Linked DNA regions of Gossypium hirsutum: region 2 is linked to region 1. A link is a contact called in public Hi-C data. All regions are on one chromosome and are shown on one strand. The core of a region is the stretch at or near the end of the contact, and the rest is flanking DNA. Distances in the headings are between cores, read along the strand shown. Region 1 holds the start of LOC107952046 (probable enoyl-CoA hydratase 1, peroxisomal). Region 2 holds the start of LOC107944593 (transmembrane protein 135 homolog).

Region 1 (5,938 bases), core at 1,737-4,236:
CAGATCATTTTCTTTGTGCTTAAGCACCAAAGACGAAATCCCTTCACTCCAGAAGTGATTCCCATAAAGAGAGCTTTCTTTGCCCTCGGATCTAACTTTGACTCCTTCACATGGTAATATGCAGTGGATCCAAACACATGTTAGGAATCATAATTTGTAGCCGGTTTTCCAGACCATACCTCCATAGGAGTTTTTCTTTCTAATGCAGATGATGGCAAACGATTAACAAGATGGCCAGCGTATGTCACAGCCTCAGCCCAAAATTGCTTGCCCAACCCAGCATTGGACAACATACATCGAACTTTCTCCAGCAATGTTCGATTCATACGCTCTGCCACTCCATTCTGCTGTGGTGTATCCCTAACTGTGAAGTGTCGAACAATACCATAATCTTGGCACACATCGAAGAACGGATCACTTTTATATTCCCCTCCATTGTCCGTCCTAAGCCGCTTGATTTTCTTGCCAGTCTGGTTTTCGATCATAGTTTTCCATTTAAGAAAAACTCCAAGCACTTCACCCTTAGTTCTCATGGTATACACCCAAACTCTTCTGGAAAAGTCATCAACAAAAGTAACAAAGTAGTGTTTTCCTCCCAATGAAGGTGTCTTGGAAGGCCCCCACACATCTGAGTGAACATATTCCAAAATACCTTTTGTATTATGGATAGCAGTGCCGAATTTCACTCTCTTTTGCTTTCCCAGAACACAATGCTCGCAAAATTTTAATTTGCAAGCCTTTGCCTTTCAACAATCCTTGCTTTGCTAGAATTTGTAAGGATTTTTCGCTGGCATGTCCCAACTTCATATGCCACAACTGCATTGAGTCCAATTCTTTGTTACCGAAAGCTGCGGTGACTACTCCAATAACTGTACTACCTTGGTAGTAATACAAGTTATTTTTTCTGATGCCCTTCAATATCACAAGTGCGCTAGATGTCACTTTCAAAATCCCATCTCTCATAGTAACAACTGAACCATTGGATTCCAAGGCTCCCAATGAGATGAGATGTTTCTTCAAACTGGGCACGTACCGAACATCAGTCAGAACTCTGGTTGATCCATCTTGATTATTTAATTGGATTGAACCTATCCCAACAGTTTTACAGGCATTGTCATTGCCCATATAAACAACTCCTCCATTTAGTTCTACTAAATCAGAGAACCACTCCCGGTTAGGGGACATATGATGGTACAACCCGAATCCAATATCCACTCATCTGAATGGAACGACGATGATGATGCAACCAGTGATAGTTCAGAGTCACTGGTATCATACTTTGCAACACAAGCATCTACAACAGCTTTTCCCTTATTCTTCAACTTTGGACAATTTTTCTTCCAATGGCCTTTCTCATGACAAAAGGCACATTCATCTTTCCCAAGTCTGGACTTTGACTTTGATCTCCCTTTCTGAATTTTCTTCCGAGTGTATGAACGACCTCGGACTACTAAAGCTTCTGTATCTCTGATTAAGTTTTTCTGTTTGTCCTTCTTTCTCTGTTCATAACTGTATAAGGCCGCACAGACTTCGCTCAGAGATATATCACTCCTGCCATGAAGTAGAGTAGTTTCTAGGAACTCAAACTCCTCAGGAAGTGACCCCAACACCATCAAAGCCAAATCTTCATCTTTGAATGTCTCATCCATATTCAGCAAATCAGTGACTAACTGATTAAATTTGGTGATGTGATCATTCATTGTGGTACTTGGGACGTAAGTGAAACGAAATAGTCTTTTCTTCAAGTGGAGCTTATTTTGACTGTTTTTCTTCAAAAAATTTTCTTCAAGTGCCACCCACAACTTATTTGCAGAAGTTTCCTTTGAAAAAGCATACCTCTGCTCTCGAGAAAGGCATGATCAAATTGTGCCACATGCCAACCGATTGATCGCATTCCAATCTTTCTCCTGTACATCATCTTGTTTCTCTTCATCAATGGTAATGTCTAGACCCTGCTGAAAAAGGGCATCTAGAACCTCACTTTGCCACATACCAAAATGGCCCGTGCCATCAAAGATCTCCACGGCCAATCTTGCATTTGCAATTGTCGGTCTTGTCCACATGGACGATGTTGAAGCTCCTACACCGACCGTTTTCTCCATAATCTTTCAATATACCTAAGGAAATCTTTTTTTATGTGGAAGATCAGTTTAAACTGCAACCACAGAGCATACTACGATTAACCTTCGGCTCTTGATACCACTTGTAGTTCCAATAGGGTCGGAAGCGTGTAAATTATTGTACTAAAAAATCACACAAAGTTCAATTCCTAGGGAAGAGAGGTGGATCACATGGATCTCTTAAATACCAAGTCTTTCCTTAGTTAGAATATTCATTCTATAGTAATTTAATAGCACATTAAATACTGCTATTATACCCTCAAATATTGAAAGAAAAATAGGACAAGAAAAAACACAAGAGTTTTAACGAGGTTCGGTAAATTATACCTACGTCCTCAGGCACTAACACCAGATGATAACTTTATTATCTCCAAAATAATACAAACAAATACAATTCCTTAAGAATTCTCAAATGGGAGAAGAGAGAAAACTAAGAGAGAAAGATTGGTTGGGATAGTTGAAATGAAAAATGAGAAGGTCTATTTATAGTTGAAATTCAGGGACTAACTTGCAAATGGCCTAAAAAATTAGGGACCAAAATTGCAATTATCCCATTCAACTTTTCAACATTCGGTGCAACTTGCTTCACCTTTTTAACAAGTTGCTTCTTACCTTTGTTGACTTTTCAACAAAAAGAAACAAGAATCGAGACTGAGTTGTTTGTGGGAGTGAAAGAAGGGCAGAAAGGAAATTTGAGACTGTAAGCATTTTAGGGTTTGTTTTATTAGAATAAAAAGAAAAATGCATTTTGGGCTGTTAGTTCTTTACATTTTCGGCTGACCTATTACTTGGACTTTGATATGCATGTTTGAGTTTGCGGGCAATGGGCTTAAAATATAATATTCAGATCTCCGGACTTAGACAAGTGAGTTGGGACACTTATAGATCTACGATTGAGTGGCATTTTTCTTAAGCTATATCTTGATGAGTTTGCAGTTTACCCTTAAATGAAATAAAATATTATGACGAAACACAATTACCAAAAAACCAGATCAGACACGTAGGGAGTGGGATTTTTTTGTTTTCTTATGTTCTTATCCGCTTCCCATCTCCATCTCCATGTTGCCGTTATCAGACACGTAATGCAAGGCATTATCTACACGCAATCAATGATGATGACGAAACACAACTACCAAAAACCAGATCCATGTTGAAAATATTTATTTTATGTAACCATTTCCAAAATTGCAATAAAATTTATTCATCTCCTCTTTTGGATCTTTCCCTTTCTTTCCTTTTCCTGTAAAAATGGAGGGTTCCTCCTCTGAGAAGCTGATCATTGTGACCCGTGAACCTGATGGGATCGCTACTGTTACCATCAATCGACCCAAATCTCTCAACTCCTTGACCCGGCCCATGATGGTGGACTTGGCCAAGGCTTTCAAGGCTCTTGCGAAGGACAACTCGGTGCGGGTCATCATCTTGTCTGGAGCTGGACGGGCTTTCTGTTCAGGCGTGGATTTGACGGCTGCACAAGATGTTTTCAAGGGTGACGTTAAGGACCCGGAGACGGATCCGGTTGTTCAGATGGAGCAATGCCCCAAACCAATCATCGGAGCTATCAACGGCCTTGCTATTACTGCCGGCTTCGAGATCGCCCTCGCTTGTGATATGCTGGTCGCTGCTAAGGGAGCCGCTTTCGTTGATACTCACGCCAGGTAACAATTGCCGAAGATAAACAAGTCGAAGGCTTTGATTTTATCATTTGTTGATTTAGTGTTTTGAAAAATTGATTGTAGATTTGGTATATTTCCTTCATGGGGTTTATCCCAGAAGCTTGCACGCTTTATAGGACCAAACAAGGCTCGCGAAGTGTCGTTGGCAGCCATGCCTTTGTCAGCAGAGGAAGCTGAGAAATTGGGGTTTGTCAATTATGTTGTTGACCAAAATGAAGTGCTGAATAAAGCTCGACAACTTGCAGGAGCAATTATGAAGAACAGTCAAGACTTGGTTCTCAGGTACAAGTCTGTGATCAATGATGGGTACAAATTGGATCTTCGTGAGGGTCTCGCCATGGAAAAGGTATTCATTACGCTTATGTATATCTTTTCTTGGATAAGCATGGTTTTATTTATCTAAAAGAACTTGGAAATTGCTGCTACATAATGAAAAGAAAGTAATCAAAGCTATGCAATACAAGAATAAAAGAAAGTGAAAAAGATTGTATTCCATGTGTCTTTACATGGTTTCTTAGCCTGCTAACGGTTGTCTTCGCACGGTTGATGGTATGTTTGGTAATCTGCTGAAAAGTTCCATATAATCTGTTGTTTATCTCCCTTCAAATCTGGTAGATGAAGGTCCTAGCAATACTCAATACAATTCTGATCGAGGATTCGCTGCTTAAGTATCTTACTGCCCATCTCTGTTCTTCCTCCCAGCCTGGTATAGCTTTTTTTGAGTTGGCATTGACATAGAATATCCTTTGAGACTTTCTTAGAGAGCACAATTTGAAGAACAAGTAGTTTTCAAATTCTTGCTCTGGCTGACAGAACACACGCACAGTATGGTGTTATCCTCCAGGACAGTGAATGATCCTAGGTTGACAGCCTAATAAGTGTAGCCATCTAATAAATCATTGCAGGCTTTGGGATATGGAGAGGACCCTGAGTATTTGACATCAGAGAAATTCGAGATTAACCTTGCTGCCTAGTAAGCTGAAGAGCTATCAGCCTCACTTGCAATATTTGTCTGCTGTTCTGCTGCTGTTTTGATTTGCATTGAGCACATGAGCATTATTAATCCAAGTAATCCAAAAGAGAACCGACTGGGGACAATAGAAACCAAACATAAGTTGTTTAAATCAAATCGTCTTTCAGAGCTAGTTTTGCAAATTCGTAACCTTGCTCCTTGGCTGATTTACCCTACTTATTCAGTAGAACCGAGAGGATAGTTGATTAATTATGTCCTAGACACTTCCAGGAAGAAGGAAAATTAACTGTACCAGTTGTTCTGGATATTTAACATCGCTACCTGAACGAGTTAAAGTTTTCCCTGCATAAGATAGGAACTTTGTAATCCAATAGTTGATTTGTGTAGCGATCTTCTCTATTAGTAGGAACCATTCCCAGTCAGTTGCCTCCTCCTCAGTAAGGGCAATCCTAAATATCTCAATGAAAATCACCAAGTGTAATGCTAGGGGTTTGATAAAAAAGTTTCCTATGTAGAGATAACAGATGATTCCATAGTTCCCTTCTATCAATCACCTCATTTCTTCCTTATATGCTGATAATACATGATTCCTCCAAAGAATCCATGTTCTACCATTGCTTCTGTTTACTCATCTCTTAAGCATTCTGTCCTTGCAACTTGAGCTTGTTTGAAGGGTTAAGATTTTTTTGCTGATTTTCCCAATTTAAATTCATGTTCTTTTTATAGGAGAGGGGTCATAAATACTACGATGGAATGACACCGGAGCAGTTTAAGAAGATGCAAGAGTTCATAGCTAGGCGGGGTTCCAAGAAACCATCTTCCAAGTTGTAATATGATCTCTTCCATGCATCTTCTGACTTGTTGTTTAGTCACTGTTTTATAATGAAAACATAATGGAAATAAATTTGTGGTTACTGGACTCTTACTAATACATAAGTATCAGTTCTGTATAATGAGTTATATGGTTTTTAACATGATAAAACCGTGTTTGGAATGTATTAATTTAATTTCTTCTTCTATCTTTAGTTACGACTAAGCCTTCTTCAACCTATGGGTCAAATTCCAAATGGAAAATTTATCTTATTTGAGACAATTCCAATTTAATTATCAACGTATCATGAACTTGAGTGGAACCAAAAATATGAGTTCTATGTATAAATAATAAATCT
Region 2 (6,729 bases), core at 4,185-6,684, 180 kb before region 1:
TCTGAAGTCATCGGATTTGGAGTTTCAAAAATGGTTCACCTTTCTTCCTTGGAACTTCATCTGAAAGAAGGTGTTCTTGCTTCTGCCGAGACTGGAAACATCAACGAGGGAACTCCGAATGAGAATCGAGGTTTTCTTTTTTCTTTCAGTTTTTGTTTTATATCAGATTATGCAGTTCTAATTATATGATTTAGGATTTGATTAGCTCAAAGGCTCTTGGAATCTCATTCAAAATGCATTGCTATATTTAGTACAAGTCCCACAGCACACCCGTGCAGACCCAAGAGAAGAATACATGAATTCGAGGACTTTCCACACCAGGGCCTGGATTCAAGCCCTTAGACCCAACATGCAATTAGAGTCGTAAGACGAACACTTCGGTGGCTGCCAGGAAATACCTGAGTCCAAAGCCCTGTGAACTGCTCATCTGTTTTTGCAGGGAGGAGTTTCACATGGGGGAGGGGGCACACCAAAGACCCAATCAAGAACACTTAAGTACTTGGAACGGAACACTTCCCTCTCCTGTGCGTAGCAGTGCATTATTATCGCTGTTGACAAGCTAAATATTACCACATCAGCTCTCTTCAGATTCATTGACTTGGGCAAATACCCAACATCTGCCATGCATGTAAACAAGCTCTCTATGGCTCGTGCAAGGCAGTAGAGTGATATCTCGATCCGCCTACTTTTCTTCTCAATTGCCAATGCCAGACCCGTTGGGAACTGCCCAATGAGACATGCTAAGTAAGGAACAATCAGAGAACACTGATAAAATGGTAAGAGTTATTTACCGTTCCCATTGCTACAATTGGTATGTCACATTTTCCCCAAAATCTATTCACCATGCAAGTCCACATCCTGTTTGGAAGTTACTGGTGTTAGCCCAATGACAAAGGTCTGTCTGTTTTAGACGAAGCACATCGTAACAACTCAAGTCACAAATAAATTTGATTCAGCAATACGCTACAAAGTCGACAGCATCATAAAGAAAATAAAACCTATCTAGTACATTCAATGTCATACACCAATGTTGAATCTCTAACTTGATACAGTTGATGTTCTATAAAATACAGACAAGACAGAGAGCAAGAAATTCTTGCTCTTTCCATTTAAGCATCTCACCAATCTTGTTTTGTATAATCACATTGTATTCTTTCCCATCTAGGTGACTCATTCAAGATAATATCATTCCCTCATTTCTATTGAATGCAGAACATCTTTCTAAACCAATGATTATTTTGCATTTATAATTTGACAATGAAGATGTTAGGCAAGCATATTATCCTATTCAAAGCTTGTTTTATCCTGCAAACATTAGACAAAACTAATGATTCTCCCTTGGTTTTTCTTTCAAGTATTTTGCAGGAAATTATGATAAGTAATTACTAGCAGCTTCGAAACCAACAATCCTGATGTCTCAACAATCAAACTGAGCATTGAAACAAAAGAAGACATTCAAAGTGTACCGCCATAATAGAAGCATAGAACCAATCATGAAGGAATGAAAATTTACTAGTCAAAAATGGCATGTGATTATGCATGTAAAAATGATTGCTCATCACTGACTAATATAATATAGTTGACCAGTATGAGATACCGATCTTTGTAAGAACAAGCAAAGTAACAAAGAAAGGAAAGGTTGAAGGCAGAATTTTGACCAACAATAACTATGTTTTAGTTACTTTAATGGAAACACCAAATCTAAATGACAGTTATATCAGGAAAACTTTAAAATGGGAGAAGCCTAAAATTGAAGTTGAAATACGTTAAGAACTACTGATCTTGGGGAACAAATAGACACCAATAACTATGTTTTAGTTACTCTAATGGAAACACCAAATCTAAATGACAGTTATATCAGGAAAACTTTAAAATGGGAGAAGCCTAAAATTGAAGTTGAAATACGTTAAGAACTACTGATCTTGGGGAACAAATAGACAATCTATGAAAACAATGCATGACATGATTGAACTAATATAATACACTAACCAAGCAGATGCAGTATAGGCAGATAAAAATAAGCTTGATCTGGTTGTACCAAGAAGACTCTTCCCTAATATTGTGTAAGGCCTGTATTAAAGTCAAGAACTATGTTAGACAATAATAATAACTTGGAGCGAGGGAGGACGGAAAGAAAGCAAAATACTAGCAGAAGTCTTATACTAGAAACGGATAAAAGAAGAACCTCTAGTGAGGATCTTTCTGATGCTCAAATCATGAGGTGCTTAGAACCTAATTAGATGTATAATTCGTTGTTAAACAAATCGCTATGAAGCAAAATTTTAACAAGCACACCAAAAATTATAGCAACCATATCATTTAACATGCTCAAATCTCATATCAAATTATAAAGTGGAACTTAGATACTGTGGTAACGGAGGCCCTGAAGTGGAGGGAATAATGTGAACCAACATTTAAAGTTAACGAACTTTTTAAAAAGAAAAATTATATTAATAATATAAGAAAAAAATGAAGCAGCCAAATGGTAAGAGAATATTGCACCAAATTTTGAGCTAACTACTTTTACCTTTTTAGGAGGCCTTGATGATGAACTATTAGTGTAGGAATCAAATAAACTGGAAGATATACCGGTAATGATCTTTTATATGCTTCACTAAAAAAAGTAAAAACATGTGAACTGCATGCTTGATTCCCGTGTATCATCTGCAAATAGCTCAAGGGTTTAAGCACAATTCCCAAAAGTAACAATATACTTTTGCAAAGAAAACTTCAAGCATTAGCAGCATGAGTACTTGAATTCAAAGTCTGTTGTGAACTTTCTAAAGTCATTTCGGTAATTTAAACAGAAATCACAGACAAAACAATTCCTGCAAGAGAATCTAGTTTGTTTCAGCAATCAAGCAAATTGCTTATGTGAGCACTCTGAGGATCTTATGACAATGAGAACAATTGCAAAAGAGATCTGCTCTCAAGGCTTTCGGAGACTGCAAGGATGATGAAGTGCAATACATAGTTTTTGGAATGGAGAACTCCGGATTATAACTACATGATTATTAAACTGTCAAAAATGCATTAACTATGTGCTTTTACATTTATGAGTCAACACATATTTCAAACAACAATAATAAATGATCAGGTTCTCAAATTCGTAGAAGTTGGAAGGCAGTGTCAGGCGGAAAAACAGACCAACTAAAGTCAAGGAGCAAAAAAAAATGCAAAGTTGCACATTCAAGTTCTATTGCTTATGTTTTCAAGTATTTTCATACTCTCTCCTAATTCCAATTTCGTACTTCCTTTTTGTAATTGCTAATAAAGCAGCATGAATGAGAGTTTTTGGCCCAAAAAATGAGCTTTATGAGATATAAAAGGAACAAAGAAATGAAAAGCTGAATGTCACTTCACATTACTTTTCTGAACCTAAACCTTAATACTTAGCTTTCTTCAATTCTTACAAATTATTCTTTTTAACAGGCATCTAACTTGATGTTCATAAAGACAAACTGTCAGGGATGGAAATTGAAGCACTAGCCTTTAATGATCTTACTCAAGATAAGGTCCTAAATAATTAAAGCACAACAGCGAAGCCTTGTTAATAACATGGATGCTACGTAGAGGGAAAATGATTTGTTATTAATGTTTTTGTTCCAAGGGAAGAAAGAAATGCAATTAAACAAGAGTGCATACTGCCAATAACCATATAGCCTATTGGTAGAGTGCTGTACACTTTGAACAAAGTATAGACATTATTGCTACTCGGCAGAACAACAGAAAAGGAGAAAGAAGGATCATACTGAACATGGGATTTTCATATTTGGATCTAATTTAACGTCTGCTCCTTTTGCCTTAAAAAAATTCTCTATTGCTTCCAAATTAGTGTATGGAAGGGCACTTGCATGCTCTTTAACGCCTTGCAGGATGACCTGATCCTTTCCAACATGTTTATTGAGAAATGACCTATACGAAGGGGGAAAACTCTCTGGCTTCAAAAGGTAAGAGGACCTGAAAACATAAATGCTTCCACTTAAAAGATTACACTTTCGAAAAATAATAAATGTACAGTCATCATCTTCTTAGGAAAATTACAGAAAAAAATTTCCCGAGATAGTGTTTTTGGATGCTATTACTTGTACAACTTGTAAAGCCACACAGTTCCATGCAGCCCCTTTTCAAATGATGCCCAAAAACATTTAATTAGCACTTACATTCATTCAAGCAAACATTTTCCCACTTTCTTTTCACATATTTACGCTCTGACCATCTTTTTTAGAGATAAGTATCTAAGTTCATGCTATGAAGCCTAAGATTCAATGAACTTTAAAAACTGGAGATGAAAAGACAAACATTTTCAATTTTGATTGCCAACTTTAACAGGTTGAATGATAAAAAAGGTGCAGAAAAATGAACAACAAAGTCCCTAGGCATGCTGATCAGACTTTCCAGTCATGAATCAATTCTAATATAGTCAGATAATTTTCAGAATGCCTCCAAAATTATACACTACAACACTTTTTTTTCTCTTAAATCTTCCAAACAGGATAGTTTAGAGATTGGTAACTTGATCCAGAAGACGGGAATCCCAGTAGACTTGGTCCTTTAGTCCATGTGGTAAATTCAATAATGACCGAGATTCATTAAGAAGAATTGCAATAAAGTTTAATTAATAGCAAAAAACTAAGCCAACAACCAAGACAACTTAACAAAAGGAACCTACAAAATTTGCGAAGAAGAGAGACACATAAGGAATATGTCACCATGCTTCCATGTAAGAGGTTTACAAAGCTTCCCAAATCGTTTACTCTTCATTCCGCAGCGCGAAGCCAATACGGCAGCTCGCATGAGTATGTATATGGCCAAACTCTTATGTTGTTTATTAGGTCCAGTAAGAAGCATGGAAGGACCTGCAACAAGTCCCGCTATTAACGCCCTCCACTTTGTAGTCCTGAAAAGAAATTCAATAATTCAAATAAATCAAACGCAAGTTAATAATAAGTTCCTTTGTTTGAATGAGGAAAATTAAGATTAAGAAGATCATTGCCTGTTATGTCGCCCAACAGCAACAATAATTTCATCTACAGAAACAAATGTACCCGCAAAAGTACCAAGGAAAAGACCGTATCTAATAGTCTCTTTCATCCCCACAACAATCGCTTCTTTATCAGAAAACGACTCATCTTTCCTACAATCATAATTATTGCCTTAGTAGTATATAACTATAAATAAAGCAAATGAAATTTGAAATCGTCAAATTTATTTGTATAACAATTAGTTACCTTAATTTTTTGCGCCGTAACCGTGCTATAATCGAGAAGAGAGCTAATCCACCTCTAAGGCCAGCCCCGATCGAGAAACCTTTAGCTGAGGCGACGATGAATCTCCGCAACTTCTCCGACTGCGTTAACGGAACCGTACCAATAGCAAGAGCAGAGGAAGAATTTGACGAAGGTTTTGATCCGGCGCAATGCGAGCAAGTCCGTCAACCGAACTTAAATGACCATAATCGGCGGAGTCATCGTTGAAACCACCATTCTCGAGGGACGAAGAGGAGCATCTGCAGGCGCATTTGACGGTTCCGTCAGCAGACGGTGACATGCTGATGATGTGGGGGGCGGAGATAACGAAGCTTCTTGGAAAAGCTAGAGGAAAAACTACGACTGATAAAAAATAATTGGGTGCCGGGCAAATTAGTGAAGAAGGAAACTTTTTAAAAACAATTACCAATTTAGCCGTTTTTTATATTATTTAGGAAAATTAGCTTTATAGAATATTTTTTAAAATTATTACATTTTCTACCCTTGGGTTTCAGATTCGAATCCCCTCCCTTATTTATTTGTTTTTTTAATGAACGTTGCTTGGAGTTTTTTTTTTAATTTATAATTAATGCTTTTAATTAATAAACATGTTATATTAAATTTATTTTTCAGTTTTTATTTATTTTTTATTTATATAGATAAAATAATAAATATGTAATTATATAATGAAAATAATTTTTTATATACGATTATATTAAATATATTTATTTTTAAAATACATCAACTAATTTTCTATATATTATTATATTAAATATATTTTATTTTTTAAAAACATCAATTAATTTTTTTGATATTTTTTTTATATATAATTTTTATGAAAAATATTTATTATTTTGAAATAATTATTTTTATAATATTAAAATTTACAATACTCAAGATATACGTGTAAAAAAAATATTTGACATATAAAAATTATATATAAATAAAAATATATCAAAAAAAGTAGTTGATGTTTAAAAATAAAATATATTTAACATAATAATATATATATATAATTATTTTATTATATAATTATATAATTTTCATTTTATCTATATAAATAAATTGTTAATTAAAATTAAAAATATATTTACTAACTAAAAGTTCAAAAATAAAAATTAAAAATTTAAAAAATAAAAAAATGCTTGAATTATTCAGTAGAAACATAATAAATAAATATGGGAGAAAATTCGAACTTGGGATGGAGGGTAGAAAATATAAGCATGTTAAAGGAAAATGTGTGTGATAAAAAAAACATTTTTTGAACTGTGGTTTTCGGAAGACGCGCTTTTTATCATTTAACTTGTGATTTTCAAAATCCTTAAATAATATAAAAACAGTCTAAATCAATAATTAATTTAAAAAGAACGTCCTGTTTTACTAATTTTGCCTTGGGAGCCGCCTCTTTGGTTGGAAATTGATTATGACAGGATTTGCAGTGCAATACGGTTCATTTACGGACACGTTTCATAATACTTAC

What was found. A called contact is a pair of places that touch in the nucleus more often than the background predicts.
Region 2: a contact with region 1 is called in a Hi-C map of leaf, with 2.5 times the contacts expected there. The contact joins the promoter of LOC107944593 here to the promoter of LOC107952046 in region 1. A contact is called at or near these places in 8 of 34 Hi-C or Micro-C datasets (callus, hypocotyl and leaf).

The regions. Positions count from the first base shown.
Region 1 is chrA02:16,328,489-16,334,426 of Gossypium_hirsutum_v2.1, reverse strand. LOC107952046 (probable enoyl-CoA hydratase 1, peroxisomal) reads left to right here and starts at 2,986. Exons shown (of 3, transcript XM_016887285.2): 1 at 2,986-3,778; 2 at 3,860-4,142; 3 at 5,496-5,798. The coding sequence starts at 3,369. The coding sequence ends at 5,600.
Region 2 is chrA02:16,511,118-16,517,846 of Gossypium_hirsutum_v2.1, reverse strand. It overlaps LOC107944593 (transmembrane protein 135 homolog), which reads right to left and starts at 5,434. Exons shown (of 8, transcript XM_041085490.1): 1 at 5,232-5,434; 2 at 4,997-5,137; 3 at 4,673-4,900; 4 at 3,753-3,960; 5 at 2,528-2,664; 6 at 1,990-2,070; 7 at 792-858; 8 at 215-723. The coding sequence starts at 5,434. The coding sequence ends at 424.